Regions from separate parts of the Mus musculus genome. Here region 2 is linked to region 1. Evidence: chromatin contacts called from public HiChIP or PLAC-seq data. All regions are on one chromosome and are shown on one strand. The core of a region is the stretch at or near the end of the contact, and the rest is flanking DNA. Distances in the headings are between cores, read along the strand shown.

Evidence for each region. HiChIP or PLAC-seq counts read pairs in DNA pulled down with a chosen protein or histone mark.
Region 2: a contact with region 1 is called in an H3K4me3 HiChIP or PLAC-seq map of bone marrow-derived macrophages, with 5 times the contacts expected there. The contact joins the enhancer-like site here to the promoter of Riok2 in region 1. A contact is called at or near these places in 9 of 39 promoter capture datasets (the 3T3-L1 cell line, the C10 cell line, frontonasal cranial neural crest and 6 more), 4 of 484 Hi-C or Micro-C datasets (Sertoli cells, cerebellar granule neurons, cerebral cortex and 1 more), 5 of 115 datasets of contacts at active chromatin or transcription factors (astrocytes, bone marrow-derived macrophages, embryonic stem cells and 2 more) and 3 of 9 other capture datasets (adipose tissue, liver and macrophages).

What each region holds. Positions count from the first base shown.
Region 1 is chr17:17,372,508-17,376,999 of GRCm38.p6, forward strand. It overlaps Riok2 (RIO kinase 2), which reads left to right and starts at 1,825. Exons shown (of 10, transcript NM_025934.2): 1 at 1,825-2,163. The coding sequence starts at 2,098. Gm36768 (predicted gene, 36768) reads right to left here and starts at 1,709. Exons shown (of 4, transcript NR_168690.1): 1 at 1,507-1,709; 2 at 667-727.
Region 2 is chr17:17,898,580-17,903,334 of GRCm38.p6, forward strand. No RefSeq gene overlaps it. Among named protein-coding and RNA genes, the nearest start is that of Fpr2, 13 kb to the left of the region's middle. Within about 2 kb of position 2,427, at least 48 of the 459 cell types and tissues checked have an H3K27ac peak or open chromatin away from gene starts, as enhancers often do. A contact at or near this core is called in bone marrow-derived macrophages, where this site is marked.

The DNA.
Region 1 (4,492 bases), core at 575-3,074:
AACAAACAGACATGACTACAAACTGACTCAAAGAGATGACATAGATTGTTAAATACATTGAATTCCAGACTTTAAAAAAAAAATGAGAACTTTAGGCACTCAGGGTCCTTTATGAGAAGCAACATGTGTCTGTATGAGTTTGACTACAGTGGAGAAGTCTGGGAAAGGGAAATTCAACATTCTTAGTCCTTGGCTTTTCTGTTACATCCAGTGGTTTTTTACACATCTCCTTCCCATAAGTTCAAGTTTTAGGACTTGGGATTAAGTTTCCCCAGAGCCTAGAAAAAAAAAAGTGGTATCTATATTTGATAAATGGTGAATGGATGAAGAATAGGCTAAGTCAGCTGTGGGTCCAGACCCCTTTGGGAACCCCGTCTCCAAAAAAGTATTTGCATTACATTAAGAATTGTAACAGTAGCAAATTACAGTTATGAAGTAGCAATAAAAAACAATTCTATTGTTGGCAATCACCACAAAATAAACTGTATTAAAGGACCGCTGTACTAGGATGGTTGGGAACCACTGGCTTAAGTCACACTAAGTATGGTGAGAAAGGAAGATTGAATTTAAATCCTTTACTCATAAATGACTTGATTACTAAAAAAACAAACAAACAAACAAAAAACCCACAATATTGAAAAGATGAGAAATCTGGACTGTGATTACCCCAATATTCCAGAACTTGGATCCAAACCCACTCAATTAGTGGTGGCTCTGTGGAGCAATGCTGAAAGGAGACAGAAAGACAGATAATCAAAGCTTCAAACTTTTTGTTTTCACATGTTCTAATGTTAATGTAGAAAGAAAAATTCCATTGTGTACAACGGTCTTAATTAGTTAAGTCCTAATTAGATATGCCTAGAATCCTGTATTCAAGCATACAAGACCCCAAAGACAGGAACATAGAGATGAAAAAGGATTGATCTTTTGTTTCGATTTGATGATTTTAGATTACCAACTACTTTAGCTGGACCGATACGGACACTACAGCCTGCTGTCTGCCCCTATGCTTTATGAAAGAGCTTACTCCAGGAAGATACTCAGCACCACTCTCCAAAAGGAGGAAATGAATACATTGTTTCTTGGAAACTGGAAGGAGTGGAGTATGGAAGGAACACGAAGGTATCTTAATCTGAGTCCTTAAAGTTTGCACATACCTCAAAAAAAAAAAAAAAAAAGTTACACACCAGTCGTTGGCAATCTCTCAAGTATAAAGCAGATCATAACACTGGACACTTATAGCGCCCAAGCTTAACCTAAGAGCTGACCAGAGAAGATCTGCAGCTTAAAGGACTGAAATATAGATAATTCGTGAAATGAGAAACACAGGTACTGAATATCACATGAGTCACACTTGTTACTATGCTGCTGCTGTCGGGATGAAGGTACGGTAATAAAAGTCTTTGTCTTGGGTACATTGTCTTGTTAAGCCTCCCAAATGCTCCTGGACCCAAGAAACATTGAGGTGCGCGCTTTCTTTGGAAGCGAGCACTGGATAGTACGTACAGAAGCTCCTCCTAACCCGTCCTGGGATCAGCGTCCCAGGCCAGCGGGGCAGCTCCTAACCCGGCCCTCCTCCGCCGGACAGGGGTGGGGCTGCCGAGAGACAGCGCGTGCGGCTCTGTGGCCACCCTTTCAGTGGTTTTGCTGGCCTCCGGTCTCGCTTACTCATTTCCCTCCCTGACTTTACAGTGCACAGTTGCTGCACTAAAAGTGGGCGTGGCTCGGAACGAATAAAACACGCCCCTCTCGTGACGTAAGCACTGTTGCATGCGGAAGTCCGGCCTTAATTCCAATCAGGTCCTAGCAGCTCTGAAAAGTAACGTGGCATACTATGTAAAACATTTGCAACTTGCCAAATCAGTCAAACGTAAATTATTTATTTAGGGGCTGAAAAATCACTTCTGCCTGATTTTTAGCTACAAAAACGAGAAAAAAATAGCATTTTTCTACTGCTTCTTGAGCACGTGTTCTTACCTAGCGATAAGCACCTTAAATACAGGGCGCGTGCGCGGGCAGGTCGCCGCCGAAAGCCTGCGAGATTACCCAGCAACTTTGCGTCTTCCCAGAGAGCGTCCGTGGTGGAACTGGGCAAGCATGGGGAAGGTGAATGTAGCCAAGCTTAGGTACATGAGCCGCGATGACTTCAGAGTTCTGACTGCGGTAAGGAGTACACCTTTCTTGCTTATCCATTCGGTGACGTCCTCCTCCTGCTATTCTAAGGTCGCTGGGAGCTGAGTGAGGGCTCTCTGATTTGTGGATTGTTTGCCGAGGCTGGGATCTGGGTAAAGGGCACCAAGGTCTGATTTTCATGAAGCTTTGTGAAAAAAAGAACTATCTTTTACTAAACATGGTTCTTCCTTTCAGCTTCTTTTGCTGCAGATGTGCTTACGTCTCTGTGGCCCGGGAAATTTCATTGATCTTTGGCTTCCAAACTAGGGGAGGGTGGGAGTTAAGTCCTCTAATAGACTCAGACACTTAATGTTAAAAAAAAAAAGTCAGCTTTCTCTATCAAATATAACAGCAGAGTGCAAAACAAAGGAGGAAAGGAGATGCCTCTTAGTCGACCAGCAAATCAATATGTTAACAATGTAGTCAGATAGTAAGTACCGTGAAGGTAACAAAGGATAAAGAAATAGAAAGTAGCCACGTGTTGGAAGGATACTGTCTTTGAGTTTTACAGTGATGGAGACAGAATCCAAGAATCTTGTCTTTACTGTTAATCGAACTACAAAGTTTGTCCCCACCCCCCGAACCAATGAATCTTAACTGCCGGAGAAAAAAGTGTCCTTGGAGAGAGTTGTAGAAGAGGTGTCCTTGGAGAGAGTTAGAGGCAAATTAGAGCAAAAACTCAGAGATGGGAGGGAGAGTCTTCATAGAAGAGAAAGGTTCGATATAATGGTTGGGGACATACATGGAAAATGAGAACCAAACCATATAAGCCCTTGCAGGCCTAGTAAACGATGTGTGTGTAAGCCCGTGATTTATTTTTATTTATTTTTTAATTCATTTATTTATTTATTTATTTTGGTTTTTCAAGACAGGGTTTCTCTGGGTGTCCCTGGCTATCCTGAAACTCACTCTGTAGACAGACTGGCCTCAAACTCAGAAATCTGCCTGCCTCTGCCTCCCAAGTGCTGGGATTAAAGGCGTGCGACACCACTGCCTGACCTGTGAATGTTTTAATTAGGAAGATGACAAAATCTGATTCTGTAGTTTTAGTGTTGTGGCACAGAAATCAGGACAGTTATGTAAGGTTAGAATGAGTCAGGCTTTGTTTAGGAGTTGCTGACTTTTGGTAAGGGCTGTGTTGCATAATAGGATATGAAATGTGAGTTGCCTGGTTCATGTATTATTTTAAGCCTTTGTAGCCAAGTTAAGTAGGTAACGTTTACAAATTCATCAAATGCAAGGTCCACATGAACTTTGGCATGTGCTTCCTTTTTCCTATAGCTTCCTTAATTAACCTGGCTTTTTCTTTAAGTAATGGCTTTCCTTCTCAGCACATTCATTCATTTCTCAGTGTCTTGACAAAAATAGGGTAGTCGATAAGTGTATTGGAGGATTGGGGAAGCAAGGAAAGGAGATAAGAACGAGCTAAAACTTTCAAAGGCGCAGTTATGGTGGGACACCAGAGTAAAGATTTTTCTTCCAGAATTTCTAAGATCCTAAAGACTCACCTAGGCAGCAGACTTAACATTCTGGACTCAATGGATGCCACCAGTGCTGTCTTCCCTGGCTGCTCCCTGTAGGAACTTCTTTGCCATTTCTTTGCCAGTTACCATTTCTTGACTTGTTGCATGTTTAATGTTCACCACCACCCCCCACACACTCTCCCCAGTTTTTCACATCCCCATCTCATTAATATTTTTAATAATCCTTTTTCTTCAGTTCAGAATTTTGACTCTTCATTTCTTTTACCCTTTTACATTGTTGTCTGGATCTCCCCTACTACTTCCTGAAGATCTTTAATTCAATGGAGAACAGTCTAGAAAGACATGAACCCAGGCCTCCACACAGTGCACACACATGGAAAACATACCACATATGAAGGGGCAAAAGAATCTTAATGCCCTCCTTTCATTACCACCACCAGCTGGCCCTTGCTGCTTCCTATTTTCATCATAGCTAAGGCACTATATTAATTCTCTAGTACAGTCCTTCCAGTTTTTGTATGTTCCTACTAGATTGATGTCCTAAATATAACCTCCCTCTCTCTCCCTGTCCCTCTCCTGTAGCTCTGACTGTCCTGGAACTCTCTCTGTAGACTAGTCCGGCTTTGAACTCAGAGATCCAACTGCCTCCACCTCCAGAGTGCTGTAATTAAAGGCGTGTGCCACTATACCTGTCTCTCTTTCCATTATCTCTTTTGACAGTGCATCTTTAAGAGTTTCCCAGTTTTCTCAGTATAAGACTGTTACCCTTTTGTTTCTTAGGCTGAAGTGTTTTTTGGCCTTAATTGCAGGGGCCATAACGTGTTGACTGCTTCTAT
Region 2 (4,755 bases), core at 1,177-3,676, 530 kb after region 1:
ACCCAGACCCTCTGAAAAAGCAGCAAGTGATTTTCACTAACCAACCATGTCCTCATCTCCCTAAACATTTATTATTGACAAGTGTGTTATCGACCCAATGAAATTTCAATTCTAGAGCAAGTTTTGGAAGATAGAGTCAAAGGATTAGATCATTAATGCTGATCACATTGGGCCAGTTCCATCTGTCATTCCTTGTTGTTATTGGCTGAGACCTTTATACGTGTTGTGGTTTTTCTTTATAGGCAAACGAAGCTTCTGCCAAAATCACTAACACTTGAATGACCCATAATTCCTTCTTGTTAAGTTGTTCATTTATAGCAAATAAGATGTGTTGATGTGCCCACACTGCAAATTATTGGACAGGCATAAGTTTCATTATCCATGAGTTAGGTGGCTTGGCATATTGGAGAATCAGATATAGATGTCTCTTCTCTGGGGTAGAGAAAAGTCCATTGAGAAAGTTTGTATCTGTCTACTTTGTGATATTGCCTATAAGGAGTAATCATAGGTCGAGGGCTGAAGGAGGAAAGAGCTGACCATTAGCCCTATGTATCCACTCCTAAGATACTCATTGGGCTATGCACAGACAACTTCCCATCCCCATGAACTTATTCTCTGTTGGTTCAGTGGTCTTTGGCTAAAGGAATAAATGTTCCCACCCACAGTTATAACCAGTTCACTAATGTATTTTCTTTCATTCCTTCTTCCTTTATTACTACTTTCTATAATTTGTCTTCCCTAGCAGCATAACCTTCTTTCTTGAATAGCTTTTCTCCCTTGATCTCCTTTGGGCTGAATGACTTCTATTTCAGTGTTTAGTGTTTTGAGTCTGAACAGCCACAAGAGGGCATATAGCAACCAGTAAGTTGCTTTGCATCTGCATGTAAGACAAATCCAAAAACCCTGGAGCAAGCCATGCCAGGGATGCTTGTCTGTGTATTTTAGAAAGCTTTGTATTTGTTCTCTGTGAATTTCACATCATGCACCCCAGGCTGCTCATCTACTCATCCTGTTGTATCTGTGCTCCACCCTTGCAACGCCCACAAGGGGGAAAACGCCCACACATACAAACAAAGAAACCAAACCAAAACAATGAAAACAAACACATAAAACATAAAAATCATCTCACTGTGGAAAATATAGAAAAGGTGGCCTATCTCCAATAAAGTCACTTGCTAGCCTTAGCCTCTCTGATGGCTCCTGACAATCTGTGATGAGTGACCTCTGAAAGGCAGGGTATCCAGAGACTTCATCTCAGGATTGATTCTTGCAGTTGATGTGACTTTCCTGTCACTATTACATAGCCTAAGGGTTCTTGGGCATTAGCCCACTCTATAGGTGTAAATGTACTGCAGATCAACATAAATATGTCCTTTCAGGGGTTAATACTGTTTAGATGACTAAATTATTTTTGCTTATTAATCACTTTATTTGTTAACATTTTAAATGATGCCCCTATCCTGGTTGAGGAAAGCAGAAGAGGCTGGAGCAAACAGAACCTATCATAAACAGTGAAAGGAAGGGATGGAGAGAAGAGAAATAGGAATTAGATACCCAGACAGAGGGAGAAAATCTGAATAGTTCAGACAGTCAGAGGTGGTCAGCCTTTCTACTCTTAGCCACAGTCTCAGAACCATCACACAATAGCACACACTTCTGTCAGCTTGTTTTTGTGATCATTTATAACAAGAACCTTTTAGAAATTTTCCAAGAAGCCGGGCGTGGTGGCGCATACCTTTAATCCCAGCATTCGGGAGGCAGAGGCAGGCGGATTTCTGAGTTCAAGGCCAGCCTGGTCTACAAAGTGAGTTCCAGGACAGCCAGGGCTATAGGGAAACCCTGTCTCGAAAAAACCAAAAAAAAAAAAAAAAAAAAAAAAAAAAAGAAATTTTCCAAGAAAGGGAGATGTTGTGTGTGATACTTTTTGTGGAGAGATATGGAAATATGGCTGTTTACCTGAGATAGGACATGGAGGAGAAAGGAAAGGAAAGAATAAGTCAGATCCAACTTGGTGAAATCAGTGATCTTATTGGAGTGAGGTTATGTCATCTCAAAAGGAACACACTGAAATGTGGCAAGGGTTATCAGTTTTTACATTGCTAAGAATTCAGATCTCCAGAGAAAACAATAATGAGAATCAATAGAGAGTAACTGTTGTACTGTCAGGTTGTTTGAACTCTGATTGCTTTTCTTGGAGATAGTTTGATGGGAAACTGGCTCCATCACCCTTATTACTGAAGCTTTGTTCTTTCTTGACCAATAGCCCATGGTTACCACACAGCAACTGTGAAAATGCTGAGGCATGTGTGTTTAGGGCACAATTTAGAGGGTGAAGAAAATCAGGACAGTCTTAGGGTGCACTTCTGCTCTATGAGGCCCTGTTGCACAATTTATGCAAACCCAAAGGAAGTGGGACTCTGATCTGTGGTGGGGGAAATCCATGCTTGAGACACAAATAATTACTGTGCGGTAACAGACTACCAGCAACTGTCTCTGGGAACCTATGCAGGCTCTCAGTTAGAACCAGGCCTAGGTAGTTCACTAGTTGGGTGATATAAGTCATTTAACCAGGGATGCACATCTTCTATCAAGGGTGAGAATGTTAATATTTAATACCCAGCAGGCTTCAGGGTCCTCAACTCAGTTTTATAGTATGAGTACAAAGAAAATATGCCAACAGTGCATCATTTAAATACATAGTATTTGGATTTCACATCACTTCACACATCATGTTTTATTATTTTGTTCATGTTCAGGCAAAACTCAAAATAAAACAAAACCAGCCAACCAAACAAGAAAACTATTCCTGGTTTGTAGGCTGTACAACTGGTGTTGGTGGGACTGGGGAGAGAGTGTCAGTGGTTAAGATCACTTAAAGTGGTGGCAAGATGTGACCATAGTTTAGGAGGCTCATTCACTTTTCCTGTGAATTCAGAGTTATACTAGTTTCAAATATAATTTTTTATTAGAGTAGAATAGACAAGATAACTGATATAGAGCACATACCACAAATTCCAGTGTAGTAAATCTAGGTCTTTTTTTTTTTTTTAGATTTAAGAAAAAAATAATGAGAATATGAAAACATATGGTAGTAAAGTATTTTTATTTTACATCACCTTCCTTATTAAGAAACAGAGTTCAGAAATGAGGGAAGTATTAGGCATTTCATGATTCTATGATGGTGTTGTATGATAGGACTTAATAGCATTAGACTGCTGGGTGTTCCTGTCCATGAGGTTGTGCTGTACAAATACCTTTTCATAAATAAGCAATCTGAGGCACAAATGAAATACTAGGACAAGTGTCCAAACTTACACATGGAGTTCTGCTTTCAGAACCAGGAACAATCACCACTTCCCATTGTTGGCAACCTTTGTGTAGGGTGGAAGATAATGAAACTCACACATATAAACATCCACATATTGCTAGTTCCTATTCCTGTATAGTCTATATGCAGATAGAGACTCGAGAAATCAATTGAATTGGGTGTAGTGTTTGGTTTTGGACCCTGGAAAAAAAGAGATTGAAATACATATTTTACATATCAGAGCAGATCTGGCCTCCAGTTGGTTCTCCCAGCATCCCTCAGTTCCTACCTGGCATACCCTGACCCCAACCTTGAAGTTTTTAGTCAAGTGGCTAGGCTGTCCCTCCCCCAGAGGCTCCTCTCTAAATAATCCATACATCTCTGTCTCCCCTCTGTGTATATATGTGTGTGTGTGTGTGTGTGCGCGCACAAGTGCGCTTGCGTGCACACACACATGTGTCCTTTCTTCCCATTTCACCCCCAATGGCAATTCCTTTGGTCTCAATCTTTGGGGCCAGTGAACTCAATCAAGACCAGCTTCCCAATAAACCTGCCTTTAATATAATCTAATGTGGCACAAATTGGCTTATTTCACTGGCAGAGAAATAACCTATAGATGGTGGCAAAACCCAGGAGAAGTCCCCAGCCTGATGGCCCATGTCTTTCCTGTCAACATAGGGAACACTTGTGTCCCTCTATCCTCTTCTGATAGATACATCATTTCTTTGGACTCTTTGAGTAACCATCCCCAGCTAGCCTTTTAAGGCAGAGGGCCCTATGGGCTCTCTCTACTGAGTCGTGGCTGCACCAGAGTTAGCCTCATCTGAACAAAGACCAGGTCTTTGTTTGTAGGGAACATGTGATCCAGAGAGGTCTTATCTGAGGTTACTGCCACAACATAAGCTGTTTGATCTCAGACTATGAATTGGGGTGCTGATTCAATAGTGTTGGGATCTCTGACAACTGCTGGGAAGATGGGTACCACGGGATCTAGAACAAAAATTTATTCAAATTTGTCGGAACCCCCTGTGCCCAGTGCTTTGGAAGCTGCACTCTTCTACTCTTTACTGCACTGCTGCCTAGCCTCTCCCTTCCCTCTTCTCTCCTGTCCTTGTGTGGCTTCAGTGGCAGCAGGTGCAGCCACAGCATCAGCATCAATTACAATGATGGTGACCCACCAGCCTGCTCATTTTAAATCATCCTGCCATACCTATAGGAACAGTGACACCACCTTGATCTCCAAAAAGATATGGACACAACAAGAAAGGACTCTGTTAGTGATTGTTTCTGTGATGATTTGTATAGGCTGGGCCCAGGGAGTGGCACTATTAGAAAGTTTGGACCTGTTGGAGTAGGTGTGGTCTTTAAGTCCTTCATCCTAGCTCCCTGGAAGCCAGTATTCTGCTAGCAGCCTTCAGATGAAGATGTAGAACTCTCAGTTCCTCCTG